Linked DNA regions of Mus musculus: region 1 is linked to region 2. The links are chromatin contacts, called in public promoter capture Hi-C maps. All regions are on one chromosome and are shown on one strand. The core of a region is the stretch at or near the end of the contact, and the rest is flanking DNA. Distances in the headings are between cores, read along the strand shown.

Region 1 (4,921 bases), core at 2,025-4,524, 2.5 Mb before region 2:
TACCTGGGCTATAATTTCTGTCAGCTCAACGAACCAAGGGATTGATAATCCTGTGACTTACTTAGCACATAGCCTAGCACATAGCGACGCCATGCTAATACGAATACAACTAACCTCAAAGTGGCAAGACCTTAACACCTACATATGGGGCTATCATCTCCAGAATGAAAAGTTTTGACCCTATAGTTGCGAGCTACTAAATGAGGTTGACTCCTGTATTTTTCCGATCAAAAAAAAAAAAAAAAAAAAAAGAGAAGAAAAAAAAATGTGTTTGTTGACTACAATCTCTAAATCTGAGTTTTCTTCAACTCCACAGAACTCCGAGATAATATAAGAATTAACAAGACACAATTTGCTTGGGGAGGAGAAAGTACAGTTGCGTGCTATTCCCTCCTCAACAGGATGAGGGTGAGGTTAAGTACAGCGATGGGGCAACTTTCAAAGCCTTGGAAATCAAAGGTGAGGACTGTTAACAACTTCCGTGTGCTAGCTCGGCTTCCTCTTGGTGAACTTGGCTCTGCTTCCCAACCCTCTGCACCGGCACATCGGCGGGCCTCGGTGTCGCCTCGATCCTAAAAGGGACCCACCGGGCTGGCGAGGCAACGGGGTGCCGGGAAGCCTCCAACAAAGGCGCCGGGCACCCGCGCCCAGGTGACACCACCCCTCAGCCCCGTGCCGGCTCTGCCCGCCGAAGGCCACGGGCGGACAGGCCCCGGGTCCCACCGCTCGCCCCGGGCAGGTCAGGGCCCGTTTCCCTCCACCCAGAGGCGGGCTCAGGTGGGGGCCGGGCGGTGACACCCCGACGCCACCACCGCAGGCCAAGCCCGGAGACGCTCGCCCGAACCGTGCCGCGTCTCGCCGCGCGACCGCGCCGGGGGCGGGGACGCTGTTACCTGCCGCGGGCTCTGCTGCTCCCCGCTGGCGCCGCTCTCTTGGCAACCGCGGCAGCCGCACGAAGGCCGCCAGCCCAGGGCCTAGTGACAGCTACCAGCGTGCACCGCGCGCGCCCACGCCGGCGTCGACGTCGGCGGCCTCCGTCCCCGCCCCCGTCCCCGTCCGCTGCTCGGCGGCCACGGCTAGCCGGCGCCACAGCGCCCTCGTGCGGGCGACCGGAGAGACGGCGGAGGGAAGGCGGGAAAGGTGTGAGCAAGGAGCCAGCGAACCATCATTTTGATGGAATGGGGGAATTGAAAACAGTTTTGAAGTATTATTTAAGTACGATCATCTGGATCCACCAGCACTTTATGCGCGTCATTTCAGGCACAGTTTGTGTGAAACCGAGAGCCAGTTTAGCACTTTTTTTTGTATCTAGCCGTCTTTCAAACGCGTATTCGAAAGGGTTGTTGTCTTTACAAGTGTTTTTGCGTGTTCTAGTTTTAAACCATATATGAGGAGCACGCTAATCTGAGGACGCTGTGTATTTTGCTAGGTGTCAATATTAAGTATTGCCAAAATTTAAGTAATATTCTGTGTTAAAAGTATAAGAGAACAATTGTCCTTCAAATAAATGAGTTGCCACCAAATAGTAGTTACCTTTGCTTTTTTTCAAAAATTATTTACTTATATTTTATATGGGAGTGCCACAGGTATGTGTGTGCATGCATGGAGCCCAGAAAAAGAGGTCAGATGCTCTGAAGTTGCAAGCAATTATGAGTGCTATAAACCTAGCTTCCCAGTCCTGTGAAACAGCAACCAAGTGCTCTTAACCACAAAGCCAACCCTCCATCCCAAAGCTTTTACTTTTTAAAGCTATTATTCCCTCTTATGATCTCAAATTGTTGGAATGAAACAGGAATTTATATAGCAACATGATAAACTTTAAAACACCTCAAAGGTTGATATTAGAAAAGTTATCTGAAATCACATTTTCAGTATACTTAAGACCAGTTTTTGTTTTGAGACAGTCTTGCCACATAGCTCTAGACGGCCCTGTACTCACATAGCCCAAACTGACCTTGAACTTTCAGCAATCCTGCCTCAGTCTCCTAAATGCTGGGGTTGCAGATATACGCCATCCTCTTTGGATTAAACCTATTTAGAAATGCTTCCAGTTTGTTCAATGTCAGATAATTATAACTATGAAATTATGAAATGGAACATCAATAAACAGGATTTCAGTCCTGGCTAGTTTTATGTCAACTTGACACAAGATAGAGTCTTCTGAAAGGAGGGAACCTCAATTGAGAAAATGCTTCCATAAGACCTAACTGTAACTCGTTTTTTAAAATAGTGATTGACCTAGGAGGGCCTAGCCTATGTTGGGTGGTGCTATCCCTGCCTGGGTCGGTGATCCTCGGTTCTATGGGGAAGCAGGTTCAGTGAAACCATGGGAGCAAGCCAGTAAACTCACCCTCCCATAGCTTCTGCATCAGCTCCCCCTCTCGGTTTCTGCCCTGTTTGGGTTCCTGTCCTGACATCCCTCAATGATGAACAGTGGTATAGAAGTGTAAGCTGAACACATGCTTTCCTCCCCAAATGCCTTTGGTACTGTTGCTTCATCACAGCAAAAGCAACCTTAACTAAGACAATCCCCATTATACAAGCTATGTTTTAAATAACAGCTTTCCATTCTTAAAAGGTGTCCAACTGAAATCCTATGGCCTGATATATTTGTTTATACCACACTAGATCTTTTACTGCATCAAACTTTCGAAATGTATCTTGTAGGAGCAATTAAGTTATGACTTCTTTTATTTCTGCAGTATAGTGGGAATGTATATCAGAAATTACTCATTTCCTTTTAGCTTCTCAAAAGTTACATGAATGGTCAGTCAAGATACAAGTCCACCAGTCTTTTAGTGGTTACACTGGTTTTTGCAACTGTTTCAGTCTTGGAAGTACCATATCTAGCGCGAAATGTAATGGCCAATCAATTGTGGATATTTTTGGATACATCATACGGAAGCTAATAAACTGTTCTAGTTCAAATAAAGGAGACTCCGATAAAGTGGGCTTTGGGGCTCTGGACCTATGGGAAGTACCACCTGTACAGCTTCTGCTCCATTATCTACCTCATCCTACTCAACTATCCAGAGAAGAGCTTCCCCTGGCCCAAACTGAGCTTTCTGTTCATTTCAGGGAAAGAAATGCTCGTAGTCATAGTCAAGCCCATCCAACATCCTTCCAGTGGAGGTCAGCTCTGCTCTCTGGGTCGCACCTGTCCTACTAGAGCGGCCACTGGGGCAAGGTCGGCGCCTCGGCAGTGCGCTCTCTTCCCGGTAGGTGGCGCTCTAGCCGACAGACGGCCGCCGCCGGATCCCTTCGCGCTACCTTGGCCTGGGAGCCAGCCGCCTGCTACGGCCGCACGTGCTCCCACCCTGTCCGGGTTCTAGTAACTGTGGGCTCGGTCCCGCGTGGGTCCCTGAGTCGGCCATGGCGGTGGCTGCGGCGGAAACGCGCGTGTTCCTGGAAGTGCGGAGACGGCTGCAGAGTGCGCTGCTAATCCTGGGGTAAGGGAGGGAGCACCGGTGCGCGGGACCGCGTGCATGGGCCAGGCGCGCGGCCCGGAGCCTGGTGCGCGTGTGCGTGGCACAGGAGCGCGGATGCGCGGGACCGAGGGAGCGAGCGCGCCGGGCAGTAGGCGCGTGCGCGGGACAATGTGCGCGTGCGCGGGGCGAGATGGGTTGCCCTGGCGAGCATTTTAGCCGCTGAACCATCTCCCCAGCCTGTCTGCGAACTTTAAATTTCATATTTACTACACAAACAAGAAACTTTTAGGGGGTAAAATGCTCCTTTTTGCTAATGGTCAGCAATTTTAATGGTTTGTGATCTCTTCGTGGGTTTTGCCTAGTTCTTAGTGACAAATGTATCAAATAGATGTGAAAATGTACTACAGAGCAGCACAGTTGTATTTTTTTTTTTCCTTAGCTTCGCCTTTTTTCCTAAAATCTGACAAGTAGCTAAAGTGGCAGTTTTGCATGCGGCCTGAGGACTGAACTCAAATCCTACCTTTCTCACATGGGCAGAATTACCTGGATTTCTTCAGTTTTAAGATTGGGATTGAGTCTAGGCTCAGTACAATTCATTTGTGTAGCTTGTACAGATCTTGAATACTCCCCAGTATGGGGATGAAGGGTGGGGAGGAGTGAGATCAATATCCACAATTTCTGTCCACTGTGTTTGGTAATTAAGAATACACACATTACCAAATACAGCTGCCTAATCCCTCGTACCAAACAAACTCTGTGAGAAACCTACTTTGCTAGACTGCCTGTTTGTCTCTCTGATCTTTTGACTGTTGACTTCTAACACAGCTCAGTCCCTTATCCTACTAAGAGAACCATGGTCTGGTCCCATTCAACCAATCTACACAATATCCCTGTTTCTCGAACTGTGTTGACATGTGTATTAGTCAGGGTCCTCTAGAGTAACTGAATTGATTGAATGAATCTGTCTATAAATAGAAAGAGGATTTATTAGAACGACTTAACAGCTTGCAGTCCAGCCAGTCCAACAGTGGCTATGAATGAATGTTGAGTCCAAAAATCCAGTGTTTGCTCAGTCCGTGAGGCTGTGTGTCTCAGCTGGTCTTCAGTGCACTTCCTAATGACAGTGAGAGGGAGGGCAAGCAAGCAAAGAGCTTCTTTCTTCCATGTCCTCTTCCCACAGAAGTTGTGGCTTATATTTGAGGTGGCTCTTCCCAGCTCAAAAGATCCGGATAAAGGAATGTCTTCCTACCTCAAAGGTAGGAAGTGAGTCTTCCTACTTCCAATTAAGTAAAAAAATCCCTCACCATGTGCCCTCCATGTTGGGGTTTTAATTAATTCCCGACGTATGTCAAGCTGACATAGCCAACTGATGTTTTGAAATTGATGTTTCAATCTGCCTTTCCCAACATGTTTTTGTTGTTTTGTTTTGTAAGACAGGGCCTAATAATGTATTCATGGCTGGTGTGGTTTACTATGTAACCAGTCTGACCTTG
Region 2 (4,703 bases), core at 328-2,827:
GGACGTGTCACTCCCTGATTGGCTGCAGCCCATCGGCCGAGTTGACGTCACGGGGAAGGCAGAGCACAAGTAGTCATAAGATACCCTTGGCACATGCGCAGATTATTTGTTTACCACTTAGAACACAGCTGTCAGCGCCATCTTGTAACGGCGAATGTGGGGGCGGCTCCCAACACTAATACACTAACATCTACTTCCAACTCTTTTTAAAGCTGAAGCACAGATGGTGGAGAAGAAACCATTTCATTCACAGGTACAAGTTTATTTTATAGTCTCAGTGCGTAGCTGGCCTAGAACTTACAACGGCCCTGCCTCAGTCTCCAGACACTGCTCTTCTGGATTAGCCCTCTATGTGCATACTATGTACTTGGATCCTTCTCTAATTCCCATTAAAGTGACCCAAATATCTACCCACAACTTAATATTTGAGAGAATCCAAAACTGGACACACACACACACACACACACACACACAGTCTGTGGTGGTGGGGGTGGCACACTAGCAATGCAAGCACACATGTATACACACACAGGCTGTACTCTAATGTAAATGAAAGGGCTTGGTAGTAAAAGATTCTATAAATCCAACTGTGCCTGTGTGGTATCTATGAAAGCCAGGGGTCAACATCTGATGTCTTCCTTTATTGTTTTGTTTGTTTGTTTGTTTGTTTTTGTTTTGCTTTGTTTTAATTTGTTTTATTGACACCTTGTGGCCCTGGCTGCTCTGGAATTCACCACATAAATCAGCTGGCCTCTAACTCAACAGAGATCCACCTTACTCAGCCTCCAAGTGCTGGAAATAAAAGCATGTGCAAACCCACCCAAATCCACCTTATTTTTTACTGTCCCTCATTGAAATGAGAGTTTATTGGCTAGACTGACTAGCTAGAGAGCTAGCTAAATTCTTCCTGTCCCAGCCTCCAGATGTGCGAGTACAGGCAACCCCCTGCCACAGCCAGCCTTCTAATCCCAGCACTGGGGAGGCAGAAGCAGGCAGATCTCTGAGTTCACTGTCAGCCTGGTCAACAGAGTTACTTCCAGAGAAGCCAGAGTCCTACAAAGCAAGCCCCATGATGAAAGCCCTACAAAGACCACACTCGAATAATCCCCACCCCATGCACGGCCTGGTGAGTCCCATCTCTGGCCACCTGAACTGTCCCATTTAGCATCAAAAGTTCACCACTGAGATGTCTCTCAGTTCCATTACGTAAGCAGAACCTACACACATGAACCCCTCCCTGCAGCCAGAAGCCCCCTCTCATACCTCTGGGTACCTTTCTAAAACCTTGGCTAATAAACATCTTAGGAGCCATGACTGATCTGTCTTCTCCTTTCTTAGCACTGGAACATCACTCAAGGGTCATTTACTGCAGTAGGCACTGGCTTAATTATACTCATGGTTACTATTTTCCGTCCAGACTTCAAATCCCAGGAGGACAGGGTCATGCCCGTATCCAGAGCATCCAGCAGTCTGTCATCCAGAAAGATGTAAGAACGTGTGGAATGGATTAGTTAACAAGCTTACACATGCACACAATTACAGGGCCCTGGAACAAAGAGAGGCCGGGATGTAATGTGTAACTAACTCTCTGTTATGCAGGGAGTGCCCACATAAGCCTAAAACAGGCCTCGTCTGAAGTCTGCTAAGTTATTTATTCTCTGCGTGACTTAGTGAAAGCTGCTGATATCCAGTTTCCTCCTCTATAAAAAACAAAAGCAATGATATCAGAGTACAGGACCACTGTGGAAAACCTGTGAGGTGTTGTCTATCAAGGAGCCAATAGTCAGTCTCCACTCCATGTTGGTATATACCTCCTCTTTCACCTCCCTACAGAGACTCATTCTATCACCCCAGCTGTTGGGTACCAAGCACTACGTGGATCATCTTACTAGGCTCCCACACTACAGGTGAAAGCAGTAAAATATACAAAGATTTAATGAGCTCGGACAATGTCACAATGCTGTGTTGTCAAGGGAGAAATAAATTCGGGCAAGACACTGGCTCATTCATACAAGAGCAGCACTTGGGTGGCTGAGGCCAGAGGATCACCAGGAGCCTGGGACTAGCTGGAGCTTTGCAGTGATTTCTTAGCCAGCCTGGACTAGTGTGAAAACTTTTTTTTTAAATGAGAGGAGGGAAGAGGAAGAGAGAGGAAAACAGGGAGAATGGGAGGAAGAAGAAGCAAAGGATGGGGGGAAGCAAAGAGGAAGCACAAACCCACAGCATCTAGTGGTTAGGTGATATTGCCTCTGGAATGACAAAGTCAAAAATGAGATGGAGAGGAAAATAATGATCGAAGTTCCTGAATGGTCAAAAGAACCTTGAAGGTGGTAAGTGATGTTAGAGGGAAGGGTCCGTCCTCGCTGAGACACACAAGAAGCAGTGTCTTCAGCAAAGGCCTGATGTGAGCTGAACAGAGCCAAGAGGTGTGGGAGCCTGCATTAAAGCACCTGCCCGTAACAGGAATAACATTAAAAGAGAACTCAGTGGAAATTCACCTGGCAGCCAGGCTGAGCCAGTGACCTTTTGAAGGACATGTGGCCTTACCTCTTACATTTAAATGCCTGAAAACAGAATTTATAGAGGAATTGTAATCCAGCAAACTGGCTGCTTTGGCAAGGAACCACACCCAAAGACTTTCTAGGTCTATGTGATCTGGCTAGAATGCAGTCATGCTCTGGATTACAGTATGAGTTGGCTAGAATACAGACACCATTAGTACACACCTTTAATCCCCAACAAGGAAGGTCAGGTTAGTTTATAGAAGGAAGTAGCCATGTTTGAAAGCGACATTTAATTGAAAGGCAGACAAGGTGACAAATCAGAGAAAGATTTTACAGAATGGGTCAGATATAGAATACATCCAACTGTCACAAGAAGAGCACAGGAAAGAGGGGGTATTTAAGAGCAGCATAGGAAGAGAAGACAGGGTAGACACAGGTGTTAGAGGTAGTGTGTGTGTGTGTGTGTGTGTGTGTGTATGTGTGTATGTGTGTGTGTGTGTGTGTGTTGTGTGTGTGTGTGTGTGTGTGTGTGTGTGTGTGTGTGTGTGTGTGTGTGTGTGTGTGTGTGTGTGTGTGTGTGTGTGTGTGTGTGTGTGTGTATATGTGTGTGTGTGTGTATGTGTGTGTGTGTGTGTGTGTGTGTGTGTGTGTGTGTGTGTGTGTGTATGTGTGTGTGTGTGTGTGTGTGTGTGTGTGTGTGTGTGTGTGTGTGTGTGTGTGTGTGTGTGTGTGTGTGTGTGTGTGTGTGTGTGTGTGTGTGTGTGTGTGTGTGTGTGTGTGTGTGTGTGTGTGTGTGTGTGTGTGTGTGTATGTGTGTGTGTGTGTGTGTGTGTGTATGTGTGTGTGTGTGTGTGTGTGTGTGTGTGTGTATGTGTGTATGTGTGTGTGTGTGTGTGTGTGTATGTGTGTGTGTGTATGTGTGTGTGTGTATGTGTGTGTGTGTGTGTGTATGTGTGTGTGTATGTGTGTGTGTGTATGTGTGTGTGTGTGTATGTGTGTGTGTGTGTATGTGTAGCAGTTTTACCAGGACATTTTTACAGAAACAGGTTGCAGAGAAAACAAGCTAGACACAAGTGAAGACAGAATAAGCCAGAGAATGAGAAGGAGCCAGAAGATTGGAGCATACAGCCTGAGTTAGTATAAGGCCAAGTAAAGCAATTCAGTAAGAAACCTAGAGAAGCTGACTGAATCAGTCAACTTGGAAGATTAGATTGTACAGAGACTAGGTACTTCCAGGCCTCGACCTAGGGATTGTTAGGACAAAGAAGCACTCTGCGTTCAGCCCTAGCTGTGTATTTACACAGCTTCAGTACAACTCTCATCTTATCCCATCATCTGAGGAGATAAAAGCAACATCTAGCACCCAACATGCTTAGAAGAAAAACCCAACATGATCGGAGAAGGAGAAAACCCACCAACATTGCAGAAAGCAGAGGACATCTGACAGAAACATGGCAGAAGACGGGGGACATCTGACAGAAAGCCACAGAGAAAAATTTGCCCCGGATCACCTCCAAAGGAAGCATCAGTTCTTTGAGTTTGGCTGGACACTGTACGATACTCGGGGAGACTCCAGATATGGAAAAATCTCTGAAACAATGAATCACAGTAAGGAACCCCAAAAGACAATTTTATTATATAGACAGACTTCTCCTGCATTAAAAAAATGGGAAGATCTCAGATCCCTTGAGAGCAAGGATAGAACATGAGGAGATATAAGCATTATTTAAAAAAACCATCTAGGTGCTCGCTTCGGCAGCACATATACTAAAATTGGAATGATACAGAGAAGATTAGCATGGCCCCTGCGCAAGGATGACACGCAAATTCGTGAAGCGTTCCATATTTTTCCAGTTCTACACAAACTATTCCACAAAATAGAAGTAGAGGGAACTCTACCCAACTCATTCTATGAAGCCACAATTACTCTGATACCTAAACCACAGAAAGATCCAACAAAGATAGAGAACTTCAGACCAATTTCCCTTATGAATATCGATGCAAAAATCCTCAATAAAATTCTTGCTAACTGAATCCAAGAACACATTAAAGCAATCATCCATCCTGACCAAGTAGGTTTTATTCCAGGGATGCAGGGATGGTTTAATATACGGAAATCCATCAACGCAATCGATTATATAAACAAACTCAAAGACAAAAACCACATGATCATCTCGTTAGATGCAGAAAAAGCATTCG

The links. Promoter capture Hi-C pulls out the DNA fragments that hold promoters and counts their contacts.
Region 1: a promoter capture Hi-C map of second pharyngeal arch cranial neural crest shows a contact between it and region 2. The contact joins the promoter of Ube2cbp here to the enhancer-like site in region 2. A contact is called at or near these places in 5 of 39 promoter capture datasets (cranial neural crest, hippocampal neurons, liver and 2 more), 8 of 484 Hi-C or Micro-C datasets (B cells, CD4 T cells, CD8 T cells and 5 more) and 2 of 115 datasets of contacts at active chromatin or transcription factors (embryonic forebrain and forebrain).

Annotation. Positions count from the first base shown.
Region 1 is chr9:86,463,269-86,468,189 of GRCm38.p6, reverse strand. Ube2cbp (ubiquitin-conjugating enzyme E2C binding protein) reads left to right here and starts at 3,274. Exons shown (of 10, transcript NM_027394.2): 1 at 3,274-3,449. The coding sequence starts at 3,373. Dop1a (DOP1 leucine zipper like protein A) reads right to left here and starts at 1,036. Exons shown (of 39, transcript NM_177208.3): 1 at 894-1,036.
Region 2 is chr9:83,938,020-83,942,722 of GRCm38.p6, reverse strand. The region is part of intron 1 of Bckdhb (branched chain ketoacid dehydrogenase E1, beta polypeptide); the gene reads right to left. Gm29163 (a small nuclear RNA gene) reads left to right here and starts at 4,248; the gene lies at 4,248-4,354. Within about 2 kb of position 1,577, at least 4 of the 459 cell types and tissues checked have an H3K27ac peak or open chromatin away from gene starts, as enhancers often do. A contact at or near this core is called in second pharyngeal arch cranial neural crest, where this site is marked.